Linked DNA regions of Mus musculus: regions 2, 3 and 4 are each linked to region 1. The links are chromatin contacts, called in public Hi-C and promoter capture Hi-C maps. All regions are on one chromosome and are shown on one strand. Each heading gives the region's core, a stretch centred on a gene start, on an enhancer-like site or on the middle of the called end of the contact. The rest is flanking DNA. Distances are from core to core; before and after follow the strand shown. Region 1 holds the start of Odc1 (ornithine decarboxylase, structural 1). Region 2 holds the start of E2f6 (E2F transcription factor 6). Region 3 holds the start of Pqlc3 (PQ loop repeat containing). Region 4 overlaps Greb1 (gene regulated by estrogen in breast cancer protein).

Region 1 (6,223 bases), core at 1,487-3,986:
TGCTACACAGGGACCTGAGCTCCATGAGATGCTGTCTTAAAAAATAAAGTTAGAGCTCTTAGAACTTGGCCCAACCATCACTACTTGTAGACACTGAGCTTGCACCTCCAAGGAGGGGCGTGAGATTCAGGATTTTACCATGGGCAAGTGCTGAGAGTCCCTAAGAAAGTCAGAGACAGCCCCAGAATATAAGACAGTAACTGAGAACACCGCTAATAGCAGCATCTACACTGGTTTCATCCATCCTTCGGTGCCTCTGCACAATCTAGCACAAACACCTCACTGCATGTCAGGATAACATTCTGGACATTGGCATTTTATAAGGTCTCATCGCTTTACTTTGGAGAGACAATGGCAATGGAACTTGGGGCCTCAAATTGCCCCTAGGGAGAAAGGGGCAAGCACTCTTGTGTTGAGTGGTAGCCTAGCCTTTGTTGATTTTCTCTTAAGGAAGATGGGTAGGGAAAGGGAGGAACCGGTGAAAATAATATCAGTAATGCCACTCGTTTGACTAAGCCTGGGTTTAGTCACCACTGGTCTGTCTTCTTGAATGCAGGTTAGTAGTTGAGTCTTATGACTCAAGCTCAGCTGCTTTCAGACCGGCTTTGGGGACCTCTCCATGCTGGAGCCTGTCTACCACCAGCTAGCAGGGCCACTACCCCAGGAAATGGGCCCCTCCTTCCCTACCTTCTGTCCCCACCCTGACAGTCAGCTGGATCATGTACAAGACACCACCTCCCGAGGGTTTGGGCAGGAATTGGAATGTGGGTGGGTTGGTGCCATACATACATAGGCAGTTGTGATAGAGCCAGAGTAGTTTATAATTTGGAATGGTCTCCTGGTCTTCCTGACCAAGACCTGCGCTCTTCTTCCCAGGTAAGGTTTCCAAAACTAAAACACTATGATTATCTCCCATCACAGAGATAAAGATGCTAATTGAACGCTTGGGGCTGTATGTTCTTTGACTGGTCAAAACAGCTAATCTGGTCCTTGGGGAAGAAAAGGGTTGTTAGGAGGGGATCCCATACCCTTCTCCTGCTCTGCATGGTACCTTGTGACTGCTCCAGGATTATATAAAACTAAGGAAGAGCAGGGTGCCCAAGAGAAGAGTGAAATGCCCATCCCATCGTTGTATGGACAGCTTGCTTGATGCTTTTGTGGCTCTTGTTTCTTTCTGCAGAAGCCATGATTCAGGGAGAAGTGAATCACTCGTTCTTTCATTCACTCATTCAACAAATATCTATGGACTATGACCCAGGCTTGGAAGTGTGTACTAAGGTTTTTCCTCCCAGGACTTTGTGGTTGTAAAAGACCCTTGGGTACATGAGACCAAGGCTTGCACAAAACTGCACAACAGTTTGGGAGTGGAGCTGGGTTGTGGATTTTCTCTAGGGACCTCTGGAGAAAAGCCAGTGGGGTTTGTTTGTTTGACTTTGTTTTGTGATAGGGTCTCACTATGTAGCCGTGGTTGGTCTGGAACTCTTTGTAGACTATACTGGTCTCAAACTTAAGAGATTTAGCTGGTCAGAGAAGGAACATACCTTTAATCCCAGCATTCTTGAGGCAGAGGCAGGTAGAGTTCCACTAAAGCCAGGGCTAAACTGAGAGGCCAGGTCTCAAAAACAAACCACCCAAACCAAACAAAAAACAAATAAACAAAAGCCTGCCTCTGCCTGAGTACTGGGATTAAAGGTGTGGGTCATCTGGCCCTGCTCAGGCCCTTGAAAAGCTTCAAGTTTTTTCCTTTGCTGTGATTCAAGTTAGTTTTTTGGTACTGCTATGGTATCTCAACGTCTGGGCTGGGAGAGGGGTTTTAACTGAGAATTAACAAACCATTAACATCGTATACATAGTATACATAGTAACAAATTGTAGTGTTCGTGTGTTTTTCCAATACTGAATATGTAAGTCAGTCCCACTTGTTCTTTAACAATGTAACTTTGGTGGATACAAATTTACTGCCCAGACTCTGTTCGCATTCAGGCTTCTCAAAGTTGTAGCTACCCTGAAAGACAGAATAAGAGAGACAGCTGGTGGCTGTCCACCACCTCTTACCTTGTCCCTAACACGCCTTTCAATACGACCCTTGCTTAGATAGAAGGCGTACTTAGCATGCAACTGATGCCTAACATCTAGTTGGAAGCCACCAACATAACACGGAGTGGCCGGGTCAGCCTCCGCGGGCTTGTCTCTCAGCAAGCTTTCAGGCTTAGGCATACAGGGTCGTGATGCAGGGTCAGTCTGCGCCACCAAGTCTAGTCTATGTGGCCGGCGCACAGCTCACGGCCCATCCATCCTCCGCTTGCATCTGCGATACGCCTGCCCCGCTAGGGAATACCACCCCCTGAATGGAAAGCCGAGGAAGAATTTTGCTAGTCTTCCAGGTCTGGGTTCAGCCGTTAGGACCTGGAGAGGGGGAAGAGATTGTGTGCCTAGGCGGAGAGGTAGGGGGCGAGAGACTGGCGACCAGGTACATGTGCGCATGCACCAGCCGACTCCCGCCCGCTGCCCATAGGGCCCTGCGGCATGCTGGCAGCCAGGACTGGTGATGTGGTGCGCGTGCGCAGGCCTGCCGCAGGGCGTGTCCGACACGAGGCCCGGCGGGGAGCGCGGGGCGTATGGGCGGGTGGGTGGGCACGCGCTGCGCCCCGCCCCACTGACGCGCCCGGCCCGCGTCCCCCGCCTCCGGCGCCGGGACCCGGGTTGGCCGCCACGGAGTCCCCGCCCCTCCCCCGCGCCTCCCGGCCGGAACCGATCGCGGCTGGTTTGAGCTGGTGCGTCTCCATGACGACGTGCTCGGCGTATAAGTAGCGGCGCGTCGCACCGTCGGGCTTTGTCAGTCCCTGCAGCCGCCACCGCCGGCCGCCCTCAGCCAGCAGCTCGGCGCCACCTCCGGTCGGCGTCTGCGGCGGGCTCGACGAGGCGGCTGACGGGGCGGCGGCGGCGGGCGGACGGACGGACGGACGGGCGCTCCTCGGGGTTTGGCGGCGGCGCCTCCATGGGTCAGGCCAGCCGGGCCACCGTGCTGTGAGGTGAGCGGGACGCGGGAGGGATGTGCGGCCACGTGTCGCGAGGCCCGGACTGCGGCCGCCGGCAGGGGACACGTGGCCCGGGACCGGTGACCTTGCGAGCCGCCGCCCTGAAGGCAGCTGCTCCTGGACCTCGGCTGCAAGCCCTCGGATCCCCCCATGGGAGCCCTCTTCGCGTCAGCCGGACTCAGCGCTCCACTTGCCCGGGTGATGATGGAGGGCAAGCCCGCGGCAGGTGCAGGGGAGCGCGGCCGCGAGCAGCGGTCCTGCAGTTAGTTTCCTGCTGCTTTCTTTAGTTTCACTACGTGTACAGAGCAGAGGCGATGACCCGGAGTGGAAGTTGGTAGACCAAATTTAGTCTGGGAGTCACTGCTAATGAATACCCACCAGCTGTGACTTGGAATTAGAACTCCTTGAATGACTTAGTGGTTTAGGGGAAAACGGGTTCCCGGCTGTCCCGGAAACCCTACTCAGAATCCTCAATAACTGGAAAAAGTGTGGGGGGCAGAGCCTGTCAGGAATGTCTGGGAGAGGACAAAGAATGTAGTGGTTTGTTTTATTCAAACCTAAGATCGGGCAGACTTTGACTGATTGGAATTCTTTTCTGTTTTAATTGGCTTATATCTTCCAGAGTTACCTTCTTGTGCTAATTGTCTGACACGATTTAGCTACTTCCCATACCAAAATGTGTTAGTAACATTTTTCTTTCAGATCTTATCTATTATATTATTTAGGCAAAGCTACAGAAAGGCAAAACAGTATCTCAAAGCTTTTCGTGTTTAAACCGGAAGGTTGCCTGGAAAATACTTAAGACCTAAAATTACAAAGTTACTGCCAAAGCCCATTCATCAGTTGTAAATGATATACAACGAGTTGGCTGGCTCTCTTCTCTAGTCTTAACTTAGGAGAGGTTTAGGCAGCTAACGGAAGTTGACATTGCCAAAAGTCTCGTTAAATTAAGGCTTAACATGTTTAACCATGCATGGATTTGGATTTATGGCAGGCTCTTCCCCGTGGGCCTCTCATAGTGTCCCATGCTAGAGCAAATTGTGGCTCCTAACCATTGCCCAGCCTCCGTGCCTGTAGGCTGCAGGCACTGAAGTGGGTCACACAACGGAAAAAAACGAGTTTTACTTGGCCACTTGCTGTTGTCCATTTCATAAGGCCCAGACAGAAGCTTTTATTAAGAGTGGTGACCTTGCTTATTTTTGTTAGTCATAAAGTTGACCAAAAATGCCTTCCATATGGTTATTATCCATAACTAAGTGGATATTAGAAGGCATTTGAGGACAGTCAGGATCCCAGAAGTGCTCATTTTGTTAGGCAATATAGGCTTTGGGATACTGGTGTCTCATAATAGTAACTAACAATATCCTGTTGATTTGAAGAGTTTGGGTTTTTGTTTTGTTTTGTTTTGTTTTGTTTTAATGCTAGTACTGCATGAAAGTTCCTTATGGAAAATTTTGATGGATTGTTCACTGAGTTTGAGTGCTCTAGATAGATGATAATGACTGTATTCACTTAAGATCATTCAGCATAACAAAGTGGGAAGGAATAAGATATTTTCAGGGCTGCATGTAGTTACTGTAATGCCATTTGAAGTTTCTGAAGACCTGGAACGGCTCAGAAATGAAGCCATGTAATACAGTAATATTGCCAGAGTTAATGGGCTGTATGCAGATATGCTTCTGAGACACATTCTGTTTTGGAGAGATGTCCCATATGTATAGAGTTGTGGCATTCAGTTTTGAACAGTGGAATCTGTTTGGGGAGGGTGGTGTCTATTCACCTAGGCCCTGGGATTCCCACCCACAGTTCTTCCTGTACTGGCTACTTTATTTCACCTGTTTACTCTGGTGTATGGTTGCAGCGTGTAACCTTTAATGGTAAGATTCCAAGGGAGATCACATCTTGTGTTTCTATTCACTAGTGTTTCCACCACTCCAAGAAGGCAGCATTCAGAGTTCTTGGCTAAGTCGACCTTGTGAGGAGCTGGTGATAATTTGATTCCATCTCCAGGTTCCCTGTGTAAGTATCGGTTTACTTGTGGATTTGTGCTGGAGCATTGCTACGACTTTGAGTGTGTTCCCGCTCACTTGCGGCTTCCCCTGTTTCAGAAGCACATCGAGAACCATGAGCAGCTTTACTAAGGACGAGTTTGACTGCCACATCCTTGATGAAGGCTTTACTGCTAAGGACATTCTGGACCAAAAAATCAATGAAGTCTCTTCCTCTGTAAGTACGGGAAGCCCACGGAAGGCCGCAACTCTGCTGAGAGCTCCTAGCACCATACATGAGCCTGTCTTGCCAGAGAATCTAGAATGTGACTGTGGACTGTCTAGTGGTTGGTCATGCCATGTCAGTGACTGCTAACAGGGATAGAATTTGATTAAGGAAGGGAAAAGGGTTTTCAGTGTGGCCAGCTGCTGGACAGCTAATGAGGTCCCTGAACCTGTTCTCATTCCAGGACGATAAGGATGCGTTCTATGTTGCGGACCTCGGAGACATTCTAAAGAAGCATCTGAGGTGGCTAAAAGCTCTTCCCCGCGTCACTCCCTTTTACGCAGTCAAGTGTAACGATAGCAGAGCCATAGTGAGCACCCTAGCTGCCATTGGGACAGGATTTGACTGTGCAAGCAAGGTAAGACTGCTCACCCCGCCCCAAGGAGGCATCAGTTGTGTTAATAAGTGTTATTAATAAGCTGAGGTGCACATGACAACTTCATGTGCTTTTGTTTGTCAGACTTGGTCTGTATAGAGCCCAACACTGCTCTTCTCTTTCAGACTGAAATACAGTTGGTGCAGGGGCTTGGGGTGCCTGCAGAGAGGGTTATCTATGCAAATCCTTGTAAACAAGTCTCTCAAATCAAGTATGCTGCCAGTAACGGAGTCCAGATGATGACTTTTGACAGTGAAATTGAATTGATGAAAGTCGCCAGAGCACATCCAAAGGCAAAGTGAGTCTTCTGATAGAGCACAAAAGGCCGGGCCTTGTTGGGCAGACTCATATCTTGGTTCATTTATTTATTCCTATACATAGTAGAACTAGGCTAAACCCTGTGTCAGACAAGCAGCAGCACCTACACGTAGGCTCCTGAGCGGATGAGCATTATAGAGCACTTACACAGTGTACTTCCACCTAGGTTGGTTCTACGGATTGCCACTGATGATTCCAAAGCTGTCTGTCGCCTCAG
Region 2 (5,683 bases), core at 901-3,400, 730 kb before region 1:
CCTAGTTGCTCTGAGAAACTCTCCACTCGTGCATAAAATGTGCTCTTTCTCTTCTAGAGATGACCTCTCCACAGTTGTATTCTACTTCTACCAATCTTCGGCAAACATTTACTGAGCGCTTGCTACCTGCCATGCTCCAAGCTTAACACTGGAGATCCCAAGAGGATCAAAGACCTCTGACACACCCCCCCCCCTTAAGATGGTATCGGACCCCTAGAAATGTAAAATCTAGTGGGAGCCAACTTCTTCCAAAAGCCTCTTCCGCCCTCACTAAGTCCCAGGTCTCACTCCCGCAGCTTCCTTCCAGCCTGGAAGTTGCGCATTGTGTTACCCTTTCATTCAAACACATAGCGGCTAGAGCTGTGGCTCTGGAGTTAAGAGCACTTCTGCCTTTCCAAGAGGGCCAAAGCATCCATCTCTAGCCATTTGCAACTTCAGCTCCTGGGGAGCCAGAAGCCTCAAGCCTCTGAAAGCATTGCAGTTCATGTGCACAAACCCATACACACACATAATTTAAAAATAAGTGAAAGGGGCCAAAGAGATGGCTCAGTGGTTAAGAGCACTGACTGTTCTTCCAGAGAACCCAGGTTTAATACCCAGCAACCACCTGGTGGCTTACAACTGTCTGTAATTCTAGTGTCAGAGAACATGGTGTCCACACACAGACATGCAGGCAGGCGAAACATCAAACCACACTGCAAAGGAATTTTAATCCAGCATCATGGCTACTCTGACAAGGGATCACATCCAAGACTCTCTAAGTCTACATGATCTGGCCAAATGCAGACACTCTCTGGATTATAGTACATTCTGGCTGGAATACAGACACCTTCATACACCCTTTAATCCCTAGCAATGAAGGTAAGGTTGGTTTTTAGAAGAAAGCAGACATGTTTAAAAGTAGCATCTAACTAAGGGCAGACAAAGTGAGGAATCAGAGAAAGATTTGACAGAATGAGTCAGAGGATATGCCCAACTCACAAGAGAACAGGGCAGGAAAGAAGCTACTTAAGAAAGGGAGGTGGCAGTTTACTGGGGCAATTTTACAGAGACAGGTTTTTGAGAGAACAAGCTAGTAACTTCGATCAGTAAGAACTCTCCACATTACAAATTTAGAAACTAAGGCACAGAACGACTTTTAGAAACTGGCTTAAGACCTTACAATTTGAAAAGATACCTATGGCTCCAGGTCACTTACTTCTCTTTTCTTTTCTCTTTCTAATTTAGTTTCTGTGCATAGAAGTTTTGCCTACATGTATGACTGTCTAACATGTTAACATGTCCGTGCCTGGTGCCTGTGGAGACCAGAAAAAGAGCATTAAATCCCCCTGGGCCTGGAGGTAACATATGGTTGTGAGCCACCCTGTGGGTGATGGGAATTGAACTCAGGTCCTCTGGAAGTTCTCCTAAACTTAGCCAGTGCTCCTCTCCCAGCCCGTTAAACTGTTTTATCTTTCTCCTCCATTGGATTCTGATATCCAGTCTATTATATTCAAAACAGTATCTTCTTGAGCCAGCCCAATACCTGATATAATAATAAGTAATCAAAAACTGATACAGAGCCGGGCAGTGGTGGTACACGCCTTTAATCCCACTTGGGAGGCAGAGGCAGGCGGATTTCTGAGTTCGGCTACACAGAGAAACCCTGTCTCGGAAAACCAAACCAAAAATAAAATAAAATAAAACTGATATAGAGGGTAAAGTTTGTGGTTTTGGGACAAATTCTACTCTCACTACGAACTTTAGCTGACTTCGAATTCAAACACGTGATCTCCCTGCCTGGGCCTCTGTGGAGCTTGGCTTTGAAGCTTGCACCTTCTGGTCCCTCCAAGATGGCTTGTTTCATGAGCATGTGCTAAGCACCTTTAGATGACTGATGGGAGCCCCACCATCATCGCCCCGGGGCACTCAGAACCTGCAGTCCGCTGGTTGGGACTAGAGAGCGCCTGCTCCGATCCCCCGGAATCCCTGCTCCACCTCTTTTCTTCCCCCAACCCATCCCACCACACACACCCCCACCCCCCGCCGCCGCCATCCTCTCCAAGGATCCATCCTCCGGAACACCCGGGCGTCGGCAGCGGGCGAGGACCGGTGTGCGCGGGAGATCTAACGGACGGCGCTGCGCATGTGCAAACGCGGGTGCACTGCGCATGCGGAAAGATGGCCGGCCAGGGAACCTGAGCGCCTCCGCGGTCACCCTGGTCCCCTCCGAGCCTACCCTGACCCCCTCTGCGCCTGGGCTCATCGCTGCGCGAGTGGGACCGCGGCGCTTCGTGGGTGGAGCCGCAGTGCTCCGTGGGTGGAGCGGGCGGCGCTGAAGGGGCCGGGAACGCGCGCGCCGAGCCTCCGGGGAAGGCGGGAGGGCGCGTGGGGCGCGAGGGGCGCGGGACAGCATGAGTCAGCAGCGGACGGCGCGGAGACAGCCCAGCCTGCTGGTGGACCCGGCGCAGGAAACGGTGCGCCGGCGTTGCCGAGACCCCATCAACGTGGAAAACCTACTGGTGAGCGGGGACCCGGGCCACGGGAGGTCAAGTGCTGTGGGACGCGCTCCTTGCATCGGGCCCTCTGCACAGTGTCGCTTGCTGCCCCGGGGCTCTCCCTGCAACTCCCAATTCTTGAACCGCCCTTTGCTTTTTAAATGTTTCTATTGGATTTTTCTTACTTTGTGTTGGGGTGGGGGCCGCGAGCGCGTGGATTCCACGGGGCACGTGTAGAGTTTAGAAGGCAACTTGGGGCAGTCTGTTCCATGCTTCCAGCCTTGTGGTTCGCGGGATGGAACTCTGGTAGAGTTTGTAAAGCTCGGTGGCAAGTGCCTTAACCAACTGGGCGATCTTGCCTGTCCATCTTTGCTGTCTGACAGGGGAAATGAAAGAGTGAGAAAGTTCCCTCCGTTCCGTGCTTCCCACCTTTCTCAGGGTCCCTGCTGGATTCTTCCTTTGTCCGTTTCTCCTGATCGCTGTTTTCTCAGCAAGGCAAGCTGTATCCAAGCCATTCTGGCGGGTCCTGTGCCATGAGCATTGTCTTGTCTGACTCCTTGGAGCAACCTTGAGATAGTTATTTTTAGAGTTTGTCAGAACTGACCCAGAGATGTGTGTACAGAGATGTCTGGCCTTGGGGCTAGGTAATGAGGAAACTGGGAAGACCCTCAGAATGACTGCAAGTGACAGCCTTTCCCAAACTTCTCTCTCTCTCTCCCTCTCTCTCTCTCTCTCTCTCTCTCTTTAAGTAATTTCTGCTCAGTTTCCACCTGATCTTGCATTACCACCCAGCACTGTGCTGGGGACTCTAGTCCTAAGCACTTGGTAAGATTGTTGTAAATAAGATCCGTAGGTCACTGATGGTTTTGTCAATTACAGTATTCGTTTCACACCCTATCTTGTGTCATAACTAACCACTCACTTTTGGCTGAGAACTCTTTGTTGTGTTTTTGACAGCCATGGTGGGTCCCCTTGTCCCCTTCGCCTTCCTTTTCAGACACGTGGGTGTCATCCAGGATTCTCTACAGTTTGTTCATGTAGGTGACCGCTCACTACTGCTAACTTGTGGCCTGTGATCATGGTAGGTTTTTTTTTTTTTTTAAGGATTTGATAGACGCTCTAAATGAAAACCGCTTAACTTTTGGTTATCAGAAGATAACGTCTTCTAAAGTCTTAGATTTCTTATCCAGTCTGGTATTTTTAGTTGCCTCGAGGTAACTCCCAAACCTGTACATCTTTCCTGGAGCTCTCCAACTGTTTGTTAGATGTCCCTTCTTAAAAAAGAAAATGTCTTCGTGGATGCCACGTGTGTACTGGTGCCCACGGAGGCCCGAAACCAGTGTTAGATCACCTGGAGCTCATAATAAGTGGTTATGAATTGGCACATGGATGAACTGAGCCCTCTGGAAGAACAGCGAGCGTTTATAACTGCTGAGCTGCAGATTTCAAACTCTGATATCCAAAGCCAGATTCACAGACACACCCCACCCCACCCCCGCCTTAAGAAAGCAACCTCTTTCTCGAATCCCACCTTAATGGTGCTCTGCCTATCGTGGTGCCTGAGCCAGCACTCTGGACATGGCTGTTACCTTTTCCTCTGTTTCAGAATCACCCCCAGACACCCCCCCTCCCACCCCCAGGTCACTGAAGTCATTCACATCAGCTATTCTGTGCTATAATGCCATCTCGACCAGTTTCCTGCCACTGTTGCTGCCTCTCACTCACCGCCTGTGTGCTTCATCCTTAACGTATGGTCTCTTGAAGGTGTGTTTCTATCTTCATTTGGCCAAAGGAATTAGTGGTTCCTTAGTGCTCCCAGGACAAAGTCGAGTCCTCGCAGCATAATCTGGCTCCATGTTTGCCTTTCCTAAATGATCTTTCTGAGGTTGCATGCTCCATCCTAGGCCTCATTTCCATATTGACGTTTGTCAAGATGTCTGAAGTCCAGATTCATGGGTAACTTGTCTTAAGACAAGTGTCTTTAGCTCCTCTTTACCTCAAGACTGTTAGCCAGACTCTGTGTGTCCCAGAGCAATTCTATACTTGACTGCTCAGTCCTCTGCGGGTCTGTTTGATACTGTAGTGAAGATCTGGCCATGGACAAAGGATTAAGCAAGAAGTTAATAAAGTAGGGACTCTATTTTCTTGCCTGTAAAATAGTGACTTAACATGTCAGTAGTATTTTTTTAATTGACTAGCAAATGCAAAGAATTAATAAGCCATGTGCAGAGCAGTTACATAGCTTGCTAAGTGTTGTTGCCAGGATAAGTTAAATGGCTTAAACCTGCTCTTGGCTTTGGGGAGCAGGGAGAAGACAATCCTGGATGGAGGTGAACTTGGTTTGCACATTAGATGATCAGGAAGATCTGGGTGGTGACATGAATGCAGTCACCTTAGAGAGATTCGTGTTCAATGAGCTCTTGAAGGAGTCTTGCTCCCACACAGGGAGCTAATACAGAGAAACCTATGCATAGAGAGCAGTAACTACTTAGGAGGCAGTGCCTAGGACATTAGTCTCTAAAAGTCACTTTTTATTTTTCTCTCCACCTTTAAAGCTTCTAGCCAGGTGTGGTGGCCCAGTTCTGTAATGCCAGTCCTTGGGAGGCAGAGACAGAAGGATGGTGAGTGAAAGGCCTAACTAGGCTATATAGCAAGTCCCAGGCTAACCTGGATTGTACAGTGAGATCCTGTCCTCATCGTTACCCCAACCCTCCAAACAGAAGATTCTAAAGCCACCTAAAGCTGTAGATACAAGGGATGGGGCCGGGGGATGGTGCTATTCCAGTCTGTGTTCCAGATGTAGACACCGAAGTTTCTAGATGTGAGAATTGGAGCAGTAAGGAAGTGGGTTGAAGCTTGTCAAATGTGCAGCTCACTCACCAGAGTCACTGCTGAGTGTTCTCTGAAAGTCCTGAGGTCTCTAATGGTGTCCACTGGGGCTGGGGGAGGGGGCACGTGGATAGTCTTCTGTCCTTTCATGTGTCAGCAAGATGGCTTTGCAGCTTCACAGTGAGAGTGTTAGCCAAGCATGGTGCTGGGACACTTATGTGGTCCCAGCACTCAGAGGCTGAAGCAGGAGGATGGCACATTTCAAACCAGCTACATCGAGAGTTCTAGAATAGCCAGGACATTATAGCAAGAAACCATCTCAGAAAGAGAAGGAAGGATTTTAGACATGGAGAAGACAATGAATGATGGTTTTGGAA
Region 3 (6,032 bases), core at 3,105-5,604, 540 kb before region 1:
GGGGTGACACAGAAGGCAAGGTAGAGTGGGGGGACTGTTCTGCTCGACGGTGTGTAGTTTGGGAAACATGCAAGGTGTTGCACATGAACATCTGCTCTGAGTTCAAAGAACAGAAGAAAATTATGGAAGAAAACACACAGACCTGTGTTCACACACTGTGAATCTGGGTCTGGGAATATCCACAGGGCTATAACTTTCAGCTGGTTTTTCTTTCCTTTTAATAAATCATGTTTGTTTTATGTAATTGGTGTTTTGCCTACATGTGTGTCTGTGTGAGAATGCTGGATCCCCTGGAAGTAGAGTTACAAACAGTTGTGAGCTGCCATGTGAGTGCTGGAAAGTGAACCGGGGTCATTTGGAAGAGCAGCCGGTGCTCTTAACCACAGAGTCTCTCCAGACTTCCCTGGCTGCTGGTTTTCTGACCATGGAAAGACATCTCTAAGGCATTGTCAAAAGTAAGCACTTAGAAAAAAGGTCCAGCCTTGCAAAGGAGAGGTGTTCTGCCAAACGGGAGTGCTGTGTGTGAGCTTTTTACTGAATCCTCACCCCTTTCTCACTAACTGTTGTAAAAGCACACTAGTTGGGGTGCGCAGTAGTAGGTAAGGAGGAACCACTTCCCATCTGGCCTGTGCAGGAACTCAGTGGCTTCATGAAACAGAGGGACCCAACCAGAGCAAAGGGACAAAGCTATGAGGGTTGGAGGCCCGTGGCCTGAGTAGCAGTGACTGGGAAGAACACGTCACTTCCCACTACTTTGCCTTGGGTTTCCTCCCTTGCCTTGTCCACCTCCCACATGCTGTCAGCATACAGAAGAAAGGCAAAGGTGACGAAAAACAATGGTCACACTAAGTAGGTGAAGAGATTATACTAAAGACGGGTCTATGGCAGGAGGCAGCAATGGCCAGCATCCAGCTGTTCTCGGTTTACTAAGGCATTCTCTATGCATAGTGCAGTGGCTCAAGCCTGTAGTCCTAGCATTTGAAGAAAGATGTGGAGTTTAAGGTCAGCCTCAGCTACAGGGGGAGATGAAGGCAGCACCCCCTTGGAAATGATCTCAGAACAGAAGTGGACCACAGCGATGTTCTCCCTCTTTCTATGGAGGGAGGGGGATCTTAGCCAGGGGTCTAACGGCAATCGGAGACAGCTTCTGGTCAAGATTTGCCCAAGCCCTTGGGCCTGTCACTGTTAAATGGGTGTGTGGCCATATCATGGCGGCAGCAGGGTTAACTGACTGCCACTACCATGCAAACATTTTCTTGGCCTTTTAAAGAGTATGAAATTCAAGAAAAGTGAACTAAATCTGACATGAAATCTCACCCTTTACCTAGAAGATTCCACTGAGTGGCACCGTCTGCTGGCTGGCCATCTGTACTGTAAGCCTCCAAACCAACACAGCCACCCACATGACAAGACTCAGCCTCTAAATTACAGTTTTGCATAGGTGTGTGGTTAGTGGAACCCATCTGGCCAGTGCTTATCCACTGAGAGGCACCTGCCAGGTGCATCCTGCATGGGACTTGGTGCCAGGCACACATGGTATTAATCCCCTGGGGACATGCTCTCAGAAGGAAGGAGTGCCCAAGATAAGCACAGATGGAGCGTGTTGCTCTTAGCAGGGTAACTGCACAGTTCTCATGTTCAGCAGGGACACAGCAAATCTATATCCTACTGGGTCTTGGAGGGCAGTGGAGCATCCTGTTATGGGGATACCTCTGGCAGCAACTGTACTAACCTAAGGTATATGTCAAGACTAGAATTTGTGATTCTTTCTCCATGCTGAGGACAGAATCCAGAGCCTCTGTATGCCACAACTGAGCCTCCTTCCTTAGGCCCTCCATCTCTATCTCCAGCTCATATGCAGGAAGGATACACGGCCATGTAGGGTAAGGCTTGCTTCACGTTCCCATTGAAATGAAAGACGAAGAGCAGGAGGACAATGTCTGAAACGAGAGGCTCTGTGAGATGGGCAGGGCAGCAGGTGGGAAGGCTGGGGACTAGAGGGCCAGTTACCTTGTGCGATGAGAATGGGGTATTCCAGATAGGTGAGCAGTGGGTTCCCATAGTAATGCTGATAACGAAGGAAGACCAGGAACCTGCAGAGAGATGCATATATTCACAGCCCACCCTGTGCCTGACCTCCCCAGACTCCAGACACTGGCATATTTACCCAACACTAGCCTATGTGGTCTTCATCATATGTGTGATTGACCTGAGGACAGACCTTCAGGAATATTGCCAGAGCCCCATATGTTGTATCCAATAGTCCTTGAAGGTCAACCTTCAGGGTTACCTACACTGCCTTCCACATCACACCATCACTTGGGAAAACTAAGGTCCAAAAGCCAAGGCCATGTGAGGACACAAGGGTTAGAGTCTCACCAGGAGATGTTGCCCTAGTTCTGGTTATGCTTTTAGGGGGACCCCTGTGCCCTGGGGATGGTGCATAAGTAACTCTGTTTTTCAGGTTTCTCTAAAGCAATCATCAGCCAGGCATGGAGTCTCTGGTGTCATTAAAGTAGGCTCTGGCCAAGATCCAGTTCCCTCAAGTCATGATTTTAGAGTTTGAGCTTGAAATCAGAGGAGGGCCTATGCCCCCAAGGAATCGCCTCTGGTGTATGAAAGCTGGTTTGACAGTGGTGTCCTTTAGTGTCTTCCTGATGCCTCAGAGACCATCTGGCTGGTGAGGGGCAGGCAGACAGGCAAGCAAGGCCCAGGAGGGAAGCAGAATTGTAGTGACCACCCTACTCATGGAGGGAGAAGGAGGGGGAAGGGAGCTAAAGAAGGGAAGGAGGAGTCAGAATGTAGACCGACAGGATCCAGGTAGATTGCCGTCCTATCCCTATTGTTCCTGCCTCTGGATTAAAACAACTTTACCAATAAAGCTGCTTGAGGATTTGCCTGTAGGGGCCCCAGAAGGACCTTCAGAAAGTTCTCAGGAACTAGGAACCATTGTAGTCTGGCGGAAGTAGGGATAAATAACTAGTAGATTTCAATGGTGGATCATATTCGTGCCTTCTGGCCACAGAACTGGTCTTAACCCTGCTAAGCCCACCTACTGCCTCAAAGGGAGAAAGGGAGGCCTTTGGGAGTTCCAGAAAGAGCCTGCTATTTACAGCACGACCTACTGCAAGACCCTTCCAGATCCCGGGGAACATTCCATGGCCAGAGCTGTTTTCTACTGGAGTCAGCTGTTGGATTTGAGACCATCTCTGGTTGAGTTTACGAATTTAAAGCCAGGCAGCAAAGAGTTAGCTACAAGCAGAATAGGAGACGTTGGGCTGGCACTCTGTAGGCATCCCTGAGCTTTCTATTCAGTCCTGCATCCTGAAGCCTCAGCTTCAGATGCCTATGAAGAATTTAGCAAACCAGAGGTCAAATAGCTCTCCTGACTTCACACCCGCATCCTCTGCCACAGCCAGACTGTCACTTTTGCATCCTCCAGTCTGTCTGTTGCCTTACCTCTCACCCTGACAGCCTTCTCCCTTCTCTGAAATTCACATACTCTTGTACTGTGCAGCCTTACGGGCCAGAGACCCTTCAGAGCCCCGCCTACCATCAAGCGTCCCTGGAAAGGTACACCTTGAAGCACCGCACCCCTTCCCCAACTCTATAGATGGGCGCGCCCCACTGAATGGACACAGGACCAATGGGTGACCGTGGGGTGAGGCTAGTGTCAAACCGAGAGGGCTCAGCCTGGTGCAAGATCACAGGACTTAGGGGTGTGTTTTCCGTTTGCTTTTTCCAACCAAAGTTTTACAACTTTGCCCCTTACTCTACTACATAGCCAAGGCTATTGAGAACTTGGCTCCTGCAGCAGTCACAGGCCATCCCTACCCGTTGGACCCCAGCTCAATTTTCAAACGTCTACTCAAGTTCCCCATCTTCGCTGAATTTGTAAAATGGGCATGCTCAGGCAAATCGTGGAATTTGGGAAGAAGCAGGGGAGGTGGGTGGGAGCGCCCCGGGTAAGCACCTCCTAGCCCCGAGCCCCCGAGTTAACCCTTGGTTTCCCGGACTCCCAATTCCTCGCAGGCCTCCCGGGACCTTACCCCGCCAGCTCCAAAAGTAAACTAGGGAGGCTGATGCCCCGCGCGCTGCGCGCCGCCAGCTGCGCGTAAATCTGCGGCAGCTTGAGTGCGGCGCAGACGCCCAGCGTGCTCCAGTTGCAGAACCATAGCAGTCCGGCCTCCATTCTGCAATCTCGGACGTGCCGGGCCAGGGGGGTTCAGGATCTTATAGGTGAGAACCGGAGGCTCAAAGTCCAAAAAGTCCTTCCGCCTTGCCGCCGGCCGGGTCCCGCCCTGATCACGCCCCGAGCTGCTGTGCAGCAAGTGCGCTCCGCCCCGAGTCTGCTCCACTCAAGATGCTCCCTACCCCTTTAGTCTGTTCCGCGCCCGTGCGCCCCGCCCAGAGTCTGCTCCGCTCGGAGCGCACCCCGCCCCAGTCTGCTCCGCTCCTAGCGCACCCAGCTCGGAGTTGGCTTGGCTCGGGATGCTCCCTGCCCTGTGTCTGCTGTGCTCCCGGTCCTTCCAGACTCCAGGGCGGTGGTTCTGTCCTGCCCTGTGTGCGCACTGCCTGGAGTCTGCTCTGCTCCCGGTCCTTCCAGACCCCAGGGCGGTGGTTCTGCCCTGCCCTGTCAGGCACTGCCAACTGCTGATTCACTTTCCGGGTTCCACCCAAGGGTGCTCCTCCTCGCAGAGTGGAAACGCCCGAACAGACTAGCCTTCTCCGGGGTTAGGTGGGCCCAGGGCCTACACACACACACACACACACACACACACACACACACACACACACACACACACACACACACACACACACACACACACCAGGACACACACACACACACCAGGACATTCACCCATAGGCTCATTTTCCTGTTTTCTCATGCAAATTGGCCTTGAACTAACTAACTAACTAACTAACTAACTAACTAACTAACTCTCTCTCTCTCCCTCTCTCTTTCTCTCTCCCTCTGTGTGTGTGTGTGTGTGTGTGTGTGTGTGTGTGTGTGTGTGTGTGTGTGTGGCCTAAGCCAGCCTTCAACCTCGGATCCACCTGCTTCCGCTTTCCAAGTGCTAAGATTTCTAGTGTGTGCCACTGCACCAGGCCGTTGACCTTGTGGTTTGAGACAGGATCACGCGACCCATGTTGGCTTTTTCCTACCTTCTTTTGGCAAATGCTGGGATTACAAGCTTGTTCCATCGTACCCTCTGAGAGCCCACTCTTTCCAACCTTCCCTCCTCTTTTTATTTTTATTAGGTTTTGTTGTTGTTGGCATGTGTGCGAGTCTGTGATTGAGTGCTTGTGTAAACAAATGGACAACCTCAAGTGTCATTCCTCCAGGACTGTGTACCGCCCCCCCCCCACTTTCCCTTTTTAAGGTGGATTCTGGGGATCTAATTCAGGTCCTCAAAGGAGTTGGTAGATGACTATTGATAGGGGATGTTGCTGCTGTTTCCCCTCGGTTGGGTCCATGCTCTCTCTCATATGAGGGCAACTGATCGCTGGCTGGAGAGCTCAGGGCCCATAGCACACCCTTGGAAGGTGAGTGTAGTGGGAGTGTCATGAGGTCCCTCTCCTGTAGTGCTTATAAACTGTAAACAGTAGCTTTGGGGGAGGGGGAGGGAGGCTGACAACCTGACTGCAGTCAGTGATGCAGTTTTCTTTCCTGAGTCATCACCCATGCTGGGTGGTGCAGTGCCTGTATCACTTGCAGTCCAGTTAACAATCCCAATAGATGCATTGTCGACCAAAGCTGCACATGATGGGATTGATTCTTTGGGCTATTGGAGCCCTACCTGGGGAGAGTTGGCACCTCTGTATATCTCCGCAGGAGAAACAACACAGCGGGGAGGAAACCTGGACACCCTTTAGGCGCGAGACTGGAACGGGGGGGGGGGGTGTCATTTTCCCTACCTCTGGAGATCACTAGGTTATGAGGCAGAACACTAATTCTGTGCTGTAAACCAGCACACCTGCCTTCCTGCCTCCAGTCTTCATCAAGTGTGCGCACACACACACTTGAGCCC
Region 4 (6,235 bases), core at 1,455-3,954, 750 kb before region 1:
CATCAAGTTGACCATCAACACTAACCATCACACTACCTTTGCCTAGAATTGTAGCAGTAAGCTTCAAACGCAGGAAAACAGAAGTTGGAAAATGCCTGCAAGCATGACAGAGGCTTCTTAGAAGACTAAAGATTCTGTGAGGCATGCTGGAGAGATGGCTCAGGCTCAGCAGTTAAGATCACTGACTGCTGTTCCAGAGGTCATGAGTTCAAATCCCAGCAACCACATGGTGACTCACAACCATCTGTAATGGGATCCAATACCCTCTTCTGGTGTGTCTGAAGACAGCTACAGTGTACTTATATATTATGTTAATTCTGAAAACTTGAGAAATCCAGGGGTTCAGCAATTAAGAACACTCAGTGCTCTTCTAGAGGACCTGAATTCAGTTCTAACCACCTATACCAGGTGGCCTACAACCATCCTTAACCCCGGTTCTAGAGTAACTGACACCATCTTCTGGCCTCCTCAGCCATGTGCATGTATGTGCACATATCCATACACATAGTTAAAATTAAACCTTAGAGGAAGATGAAGAGGAGGAGGAGGAAAAGGAGAAAGAAGAGGAAAAAGAAGAAAAGAAGAAGGAGGAGGAGGAGGACAAGGAGGAGGAGGAGGAGGAGGAGGAGGAGGAGGAGGAGGAGGAGGAGGAGGAGGAGGAGGAGGAGGAGGAGGAGGAGGAGAAGGAGCAGAAATAGTAGTAGTCGGCGCCATCATCACCACTACATCCAGGCTCTATCTAGTAAGTCAGTTTGGCAACATAGATGTAAGAGGACACAAAGGATGTGTGTGGTTCCTGAAAACACATCAAACACAGCAAGAAGCTAGCACTTGTGATAGCGGTTGCTAGACACATCTCAAAGTAATCTTCCTACTCTTTGCTATAGCCCAGAAACAAAGAAACAAAGGGACAGGCTGCCTAAGTGACTTCACACTCGGGAATCCCACCACTGCTCTCCTCTCCCACGATATCTCTTTGTCTGTCAGCTCCCTACCATCCCTGCAGAGATTCAAAGATCTCCTGACAGGGAGGGAGAAATGCAACATCAAAGTATGGTTAGCTACATGGTATCAAATAATTGAGCTGAATGTGTTCCTGGGCCAATTCCAGGAGTACCCTAATCCTCGGATTGGCTCTGGTGAGTTCCCAGGTGACAGGACCTAATTCTGGCCTCTGAGGATCTGGGCAGGTAAGGTGACCATAACACAGTACAGCCAGTCAGTACAAGCGAGCCAGACACTGTCTGATTGAAGATCGTGACCACAGTCCTGCAGATCATCCCACTCACGTCCCACCTGAAATCATGGCTCACAGTGGCAGCAGCGTTTCCTTCACCTTACCCATGTCTCTGGCTCAGATGTCAATCGCACAGCAGCAGCCATCACTCTGCTTCTGTTTGCTGTTCTTCTTAGGCTTTCTCCCAGAGGGGCCCCCAGTTGGTAGAAGACTTAAGAGAAAAAGTACACCCAGTACTTGCTCATCAGTCAGAACACAGATCACTTTGTTGTTCTTTTGTAGTTATGAGTCAGAGTCTCCCTGAATAGCCCTGGCTGGCCTGGAATTCACTGTGTAGACCAGACTGGCTTCAAACTCATAGAGATCTGCCTGCTTCTGACTCCAGAGTGCTGGGATTAACTGTACCATCCATGTTAAAAGGCTGTTCCACATTAGATACCATTTCCTTCTCACTCTGGGGGGCATCTTTTCTCTGTGTCCTTACTGTAAGTATTCCACTTCACACGTTTTGATAGCTGCAGATATCAAATATTCTTTGACATAATTTCTTTATATTATGAGATTTGGGCTTTGAAGAAATGGAAGTTGTATTGTGGTCTTCTCTGCTTAATCAAATATTTACATTATATTTATATTATAGTGAATATATACTGCTAAATATTATAAATTTACACCTATCCCTTATAGGAACTGTTCAAAAGTATCATTGAGGTAACAGATGGTTATTTATTAGGTAAAATGGTTACAATTTCTCTGTGCCCTAGTAAAACCCTGTCTCAAGATAAAACAAAGCAACACAATAGCAATGGCCATCCAGATGATTCAGAGGGTAAAGGCACTTGCTGCCTATCCTACTGACGCTTGGACCCACATGGTAGGACAGAACTGTGCCAAGTTGTCCTCTGACCTGCTATGGCTTGTGCACATGTATACACACACACATGCTCTCTCTCTCTCTCTCTCTCTCTCTCTCTCTCTCTCTCTCTCTCTCTCTCTCTCACACACACACACACACACACACACACACACACACACACACCAAAACAAACAAAAAAAGTGTAAAGATTGATGGTGCCCCCAAATGCTGACAGTGCTTATCTCTAGAAAAAGGAATTTATTTCTTGTTTTGCTTTCTCTTCCACTTATACATTTTCTGCCACCAGCACATATCATCTTTGATTCTGAACAGAATGCTTTTCAATCTTTTAATCAGATAAAGAAATCAATATATTTTCCTCCAAACAAATCAGAGAGCCGGACAGAATTGGCAAATGCTAATGTCGTTGATCAACCCCTGCCTACAATTAACAGTGGGTGTTAGCTCAGGGCTCCCTCACCCTGGCTCCCCACAGGGAGACCTCCTTGTGCTGGCAGGGCAAAGGATGAGGCCAGATAACAGTCTGTAGACATGCCTTTGATGTCCTCGGCCTTCCCTGGGACAGCAGACCAGGGGAAACAAAAGCCCATTCTGCAGCTTTGGCCACAGCCGGACCCCAGGCTCCCCACCTTTTAATACTGCTGGGCTCTCTGGTATGACCTCTGCCCCCACACACAAAGGCCTCATTCAGCAGCATGGCCAGCCATGTTGAAAATTCTCTCCAGATTCAGCCATTGAGAGAATTTTTGTTTCCAAACTAGCTTTGTCTTTCCATGACTCAACTGGACTGAGAAAGGGGTTTTGGAATGAATTGCCAAAAAAAAAAAAAAAAAAAAAAAAAAAAAAAAGATAATTTCTTCCAAAATAATTTAGGGTTCACAAGAATTTTTTCAGGACAAGAAAATTTCAGATACAGTTTGCATAATTGTATTTTTTTCCTTAATTTCTCCAGTGAGCACATCTGTGTATTAGAACATTTTTTAAAGTTATCAGTATCCTTAACAAATGGAAACTCACATTTCCCAGACTGCATTTAAATTCCACATATTGGCTACCCAGGTTTCTAAACCCAACTTCTCAAACCTCTTCAGTGGGTGGGGAGGTCTGATAGGAGCTGATAGCTAAAATTGGCCAGCAGTTTAGGCAAGGCAGTCCCTGAAGGAGCCCAGGCAGGTCATGCCCCATACCAACCACAAGGTTAACTTCACCCTACAGGTCAGGGTGCCCCAGATCAGCCTAGGATACTGCAGGCTGCCAGACGCCATCAGCACAGCCAGTCCGTCTGCCCTGACTCATATCCCCACTCAGCTACTGCACAATCTTGACTCACAGTGTCCTAAAGCTGACTGTATTCATGGCTATCTGGATGCCTAGAGTTACCTTAAAAACACATCTACAGCAACAACTTTGGTTTTTTTGAGACGAGGGGCTCGGGTAGCCCAGGCTAGCCTCAAATCCTCTGTGTAGCCAAAGATGCTCTTGAACTGCTGATTTCCTGCCTCCACCTCCAGCCTGCCCAGTTCACAGGCATACGCCATACACACGGTTTATGCTGGGGGTGGAGCCCAGTGCTCTGTCAATTTCTCTCTCCTCCAGTTCAAAGAAAGATCAACTCTGACCATCTTAGAAATCAGCTCGAAAGCAATTCAGCGGAGGTGAGGAAGCTTTTCCAACAAACGGTACTGGAACAACCCAGCAAGGAAGTGAACCTGGACCTAAACCACAGCACCTTTAACAACAGTTGACTCCCAGAGGCCCACAGACTCAAAGAAAGCATGTGACCAGAATGCAGTTCTTTAAATAATAGAATGTTTTTGTGAACTAGAGTTAGTCAAAGAGCTTATTAATTTAACATCAAAAGCATATTACACAAACACACTTATAGATGCACACACAGACATACATATACAAGCATACAGAGATACACAGATACACACAGATAGATGATAGATACACACACAGAGAGACACACAGACATACATATACAAATACCCGCACAGAGAGACACATAGATACACACATTCAGACATATATATATATATATATATATACAAATACACATACATATATAGACACACAGACAAAGGCACACACAGAGAAACATTTATATACAAACACACACACAATATAGATACACAGACATACATATACAAAAACCCACACAAAGAGACACACAAACAAATATATATATTCAAATACACACACAGACACAAACACACACATAGGGGTACATGCAAACATACATATATAAGTACCCACACAGAGAGGTACACAGATACACACACTCAGACATATATATACAAATACACTCACATAGAGACACATAGACACACATAGAGGCACATGCAGACATATATATATATATATATATATATATATATATATATATATATATATACACACACACACACACACACACACACAAATACATACACAGAGAGACACACAGTTACACAGACACACATAGGGGCACACGCAGACATACATATACAAATACACACACACAGCTGATACACTAGACTTTAATAAGAATTCTGCTCTGCCAAAGCCCATGCTAAGAAAATGAAGAAACAAGGCACACGTGGAAGGAGACGCTCACAAAGTATGCATCCAGGGGAGAGCAAAGCCCAACAGTGCAATCAGAAAGTGGGCCAAAGGTGTGAAGTGTCACTTTACTAAAGCAGAAAGGATAGACAGCAGAGAACCTGGAGAGGGGGCAAGAGGGATCGCTTAGGGGTTCAGAGAGCTTGTGGCTTATACAGAGGACCTAAGTTTAGTTCCCAGCACCCACAGATGGCAGCTCACAACCACCAATCCCAAAGGGATCCAATGCCCTCTTCTGGCCTCTGTGGACACCCTCACATATGTAGTATACACACATACATAAAAACAAACCTTTTAAAAGGACAATAAGACACCACCACATACCTTGCAGAAAGGCTAAGTGGGAAGTGGTAATACCAAAGACTGACAAAGACGCAGAGACCCTAGAACCTTGTGCCTAGCTATGAGGATATAAAGGAACACGGTCACACTGGCACACTACTTCACAACTTCTCATAAAATTAACCATGTAGGGGTTGGGAGATGGCTCAGAGGTTTAGAGCACTGACTGCTCTCCCAGAGGACTGAGGCTTGAGTCCCAGTACCCACATGGTGACTCACAACCATCTGTAACTCCAGTTCCAGAGGATTTGATGTCCTCTTCTGGCCTCTGCAAGCACCTGACCTGAATGTAGCACACAGACATATGTGCAGACCAAAATACACAGACACGCACATTAAAATTTTTAATTAAAAAAGTAAGCATGGAAGTAACATAAAACCTAGCAATGATGACCTTAAGTATTGCCCTAATTGGGGTTACTATTGCTATGATAAAATACCATGACCAAAAGCAAGTTGGGGAGGAAAGGGTTTATTTGGCTTACACTTCCATTGCTGAAGGAATTCAGGGCAGAAACTTAAACAGGACAGGCATCTGGAGGCAGGAGCTGATGAAGAGGCCATGGAGGGATGCTGCTTACTAACTTGCTTCCCCATGACTTGCTCAGTCGACATTGTTATAGAACCCAGGACCACCAGCCCAAAGGAGGACCCGCCTACGGTGAACTGGGCCCTCCCCCATCAATCACTGGTTAAGAAAAAGCCCTACAGGCTTCCCTCAGGTGGTGGGAACACCTGATCTGAATGAAAAGCCAGGAGCTTCTGGGAGAGAGAATCAGAGCGTCCCCCCCCCCGCCCCCCCCCCCCCCCCCGCCGAGCCATCTTCAGGAGCAATTTGGTGGGGAGACTTGCACAGGAGCACTCACTAGCAACCCTCCTCACCTAAGAGAGACATTTGGAAGGTCTGTCCTAGTCTTAGGATTGGTCATCTTGGGACAGCACCACAAGGAAGTAATTCAGGCTAAATGGGGTTCTAATCTGGTAATCGCCACTAGAGGGGGACGGGTGGTGGAGGGGGTGCAGAGGGGCAGGGGCGGGGAGAGGGGCAGGGACAGGGGCGGGGCCAAGGAGAGGGCTCCGCAGGTAAAACCTGGCAACCACAGTTCAGTCCCCATAGTGAAATGGAAGAGGAACTCACACAAGTTGTCTTTCTGACCTCCACACCTCCCCTTGAC

What was found. Promoter capture Hi-C pulls out the DNA fragments that hold promoters and counts their contacts. A called contact is a pair of places that touch in the nucleus more often than the background predicts. Capture Hi-C pulls out chosen DNA fragments and counts their contacts.
Region 2: a Hi-C map of the HPC-7 cell line shows a contact between it and region 1, with 3 times the contacts expected there. The contact joins the promoter of E2f6 here to the promoter of Odc1 in region 1. A contact is called at or near these places in 9 of 39 promoter capture datasets (the 3T3-L1 cell line, the SN4741 cell line, cranial neural crest and 4 more), 3 of 484 Hi-C or Micro-C datasets (the HPC-7 cell line, the N1E-115 cell line and cardiomyocytes), 1 of 115 datasets of contacts at active chromatin or transcription factors (extraembryonic endoderm stem cells) and 1 of 9 other capture datasets (liver).
Region 3: a contact with region 1 is called in a promoter capture Hi-C map of liver. The contact joins the promoter of Pqlc3 here to the promoter of Odc1 in region 1. A contact is called at or near these places in 3 of 39 promoter capture datasets (liver, pre-B cells and stem cell-derived epiblast-like cells), 3 of 484 Hi-C or Micro-C datasets (CD4 T cells, hematopoietic stem and progenitor cells and pro-B cells), 5 of 115 datasets of contacts at active chromatin or transcription factors (bone marrow-derived macrophages, effector CD8 T cells, embryonic stem cells and 2 more) and 2 of 9 other capture datasets (adipose tissue and liver).
Region 4: a promoter capture Hi-C map of cranial neural crest shows a contact between it and region 1. The contact joins the enhancer-like site here to the promoter of Odc1 in region 1. A contact is called at or near these places in 6 of 39 promoter capture datasets (the 3T3-L1 cell line, cranial neural crest, frontonasal cranial neural crest and 2 more).

The regions. Positions count from the first base shown.
Region 1 is chr12:17,542,137-17,548,359 of GRCm38.p6, forward strand. Odc1 (ornithine decarboxylase, structural 1) reads left to right here and starts at 2,737. Exons shown (of 12, transcript NM_013614.2): 1 at 2,737-3,032; 2 at 4,960-5,057; 3 at 5,147-5,264; 4 at 5,497-5,670; 5 at 5,814-5,986; 6 at 6,173-6,223. The coding sequence starts at 5,163. It overlaps Gm22748 (a small nucleolar RNA gene), which reads left to right and starts at 4,010; the gene lies at 4,010-4,145.
Region 2 is chr12:16,808,815-16,814,497 of GRCm38.p6, forward strand. It overlaps E2f6 (E2F transcription factor 6), which reads left to right and starts at 2,151. Exons shown (of 7, transcript NM_033270.2): 1 at 2,151-2,501. The coding sequence starts at 2,394.
Region 3 is chr12:16,995,764-17,001,795 of GRCm38.p6, forward strand. Pqlc3 (PQ loop repeat containing) reads right to left here and starts at 4,355. Exons shown (of 7, transcript NM_172574.2): 1 at 4,050-4,355; 2 at 2,011-2,093; 3 at 1,871-1,940. The coding sequence starts at 4,192.
Region 4 is chr12:16,787,282-16,793,516 of GRCm38.p6, forward strand. The region is part of intron 1 of Greb1 (gene regulated by estrogen in breast cancer protein); the gene reads right to left. Among named protein-coding and RNA genes, the nearest start is that of Greb1, 10 kb to the right of the region's middle. Within about 2 kb of position 2,705, at least 77 of the 459 cell types and tissues checked have an H3K27ac peak or open chromatin away from gene starts, as enhancers often do.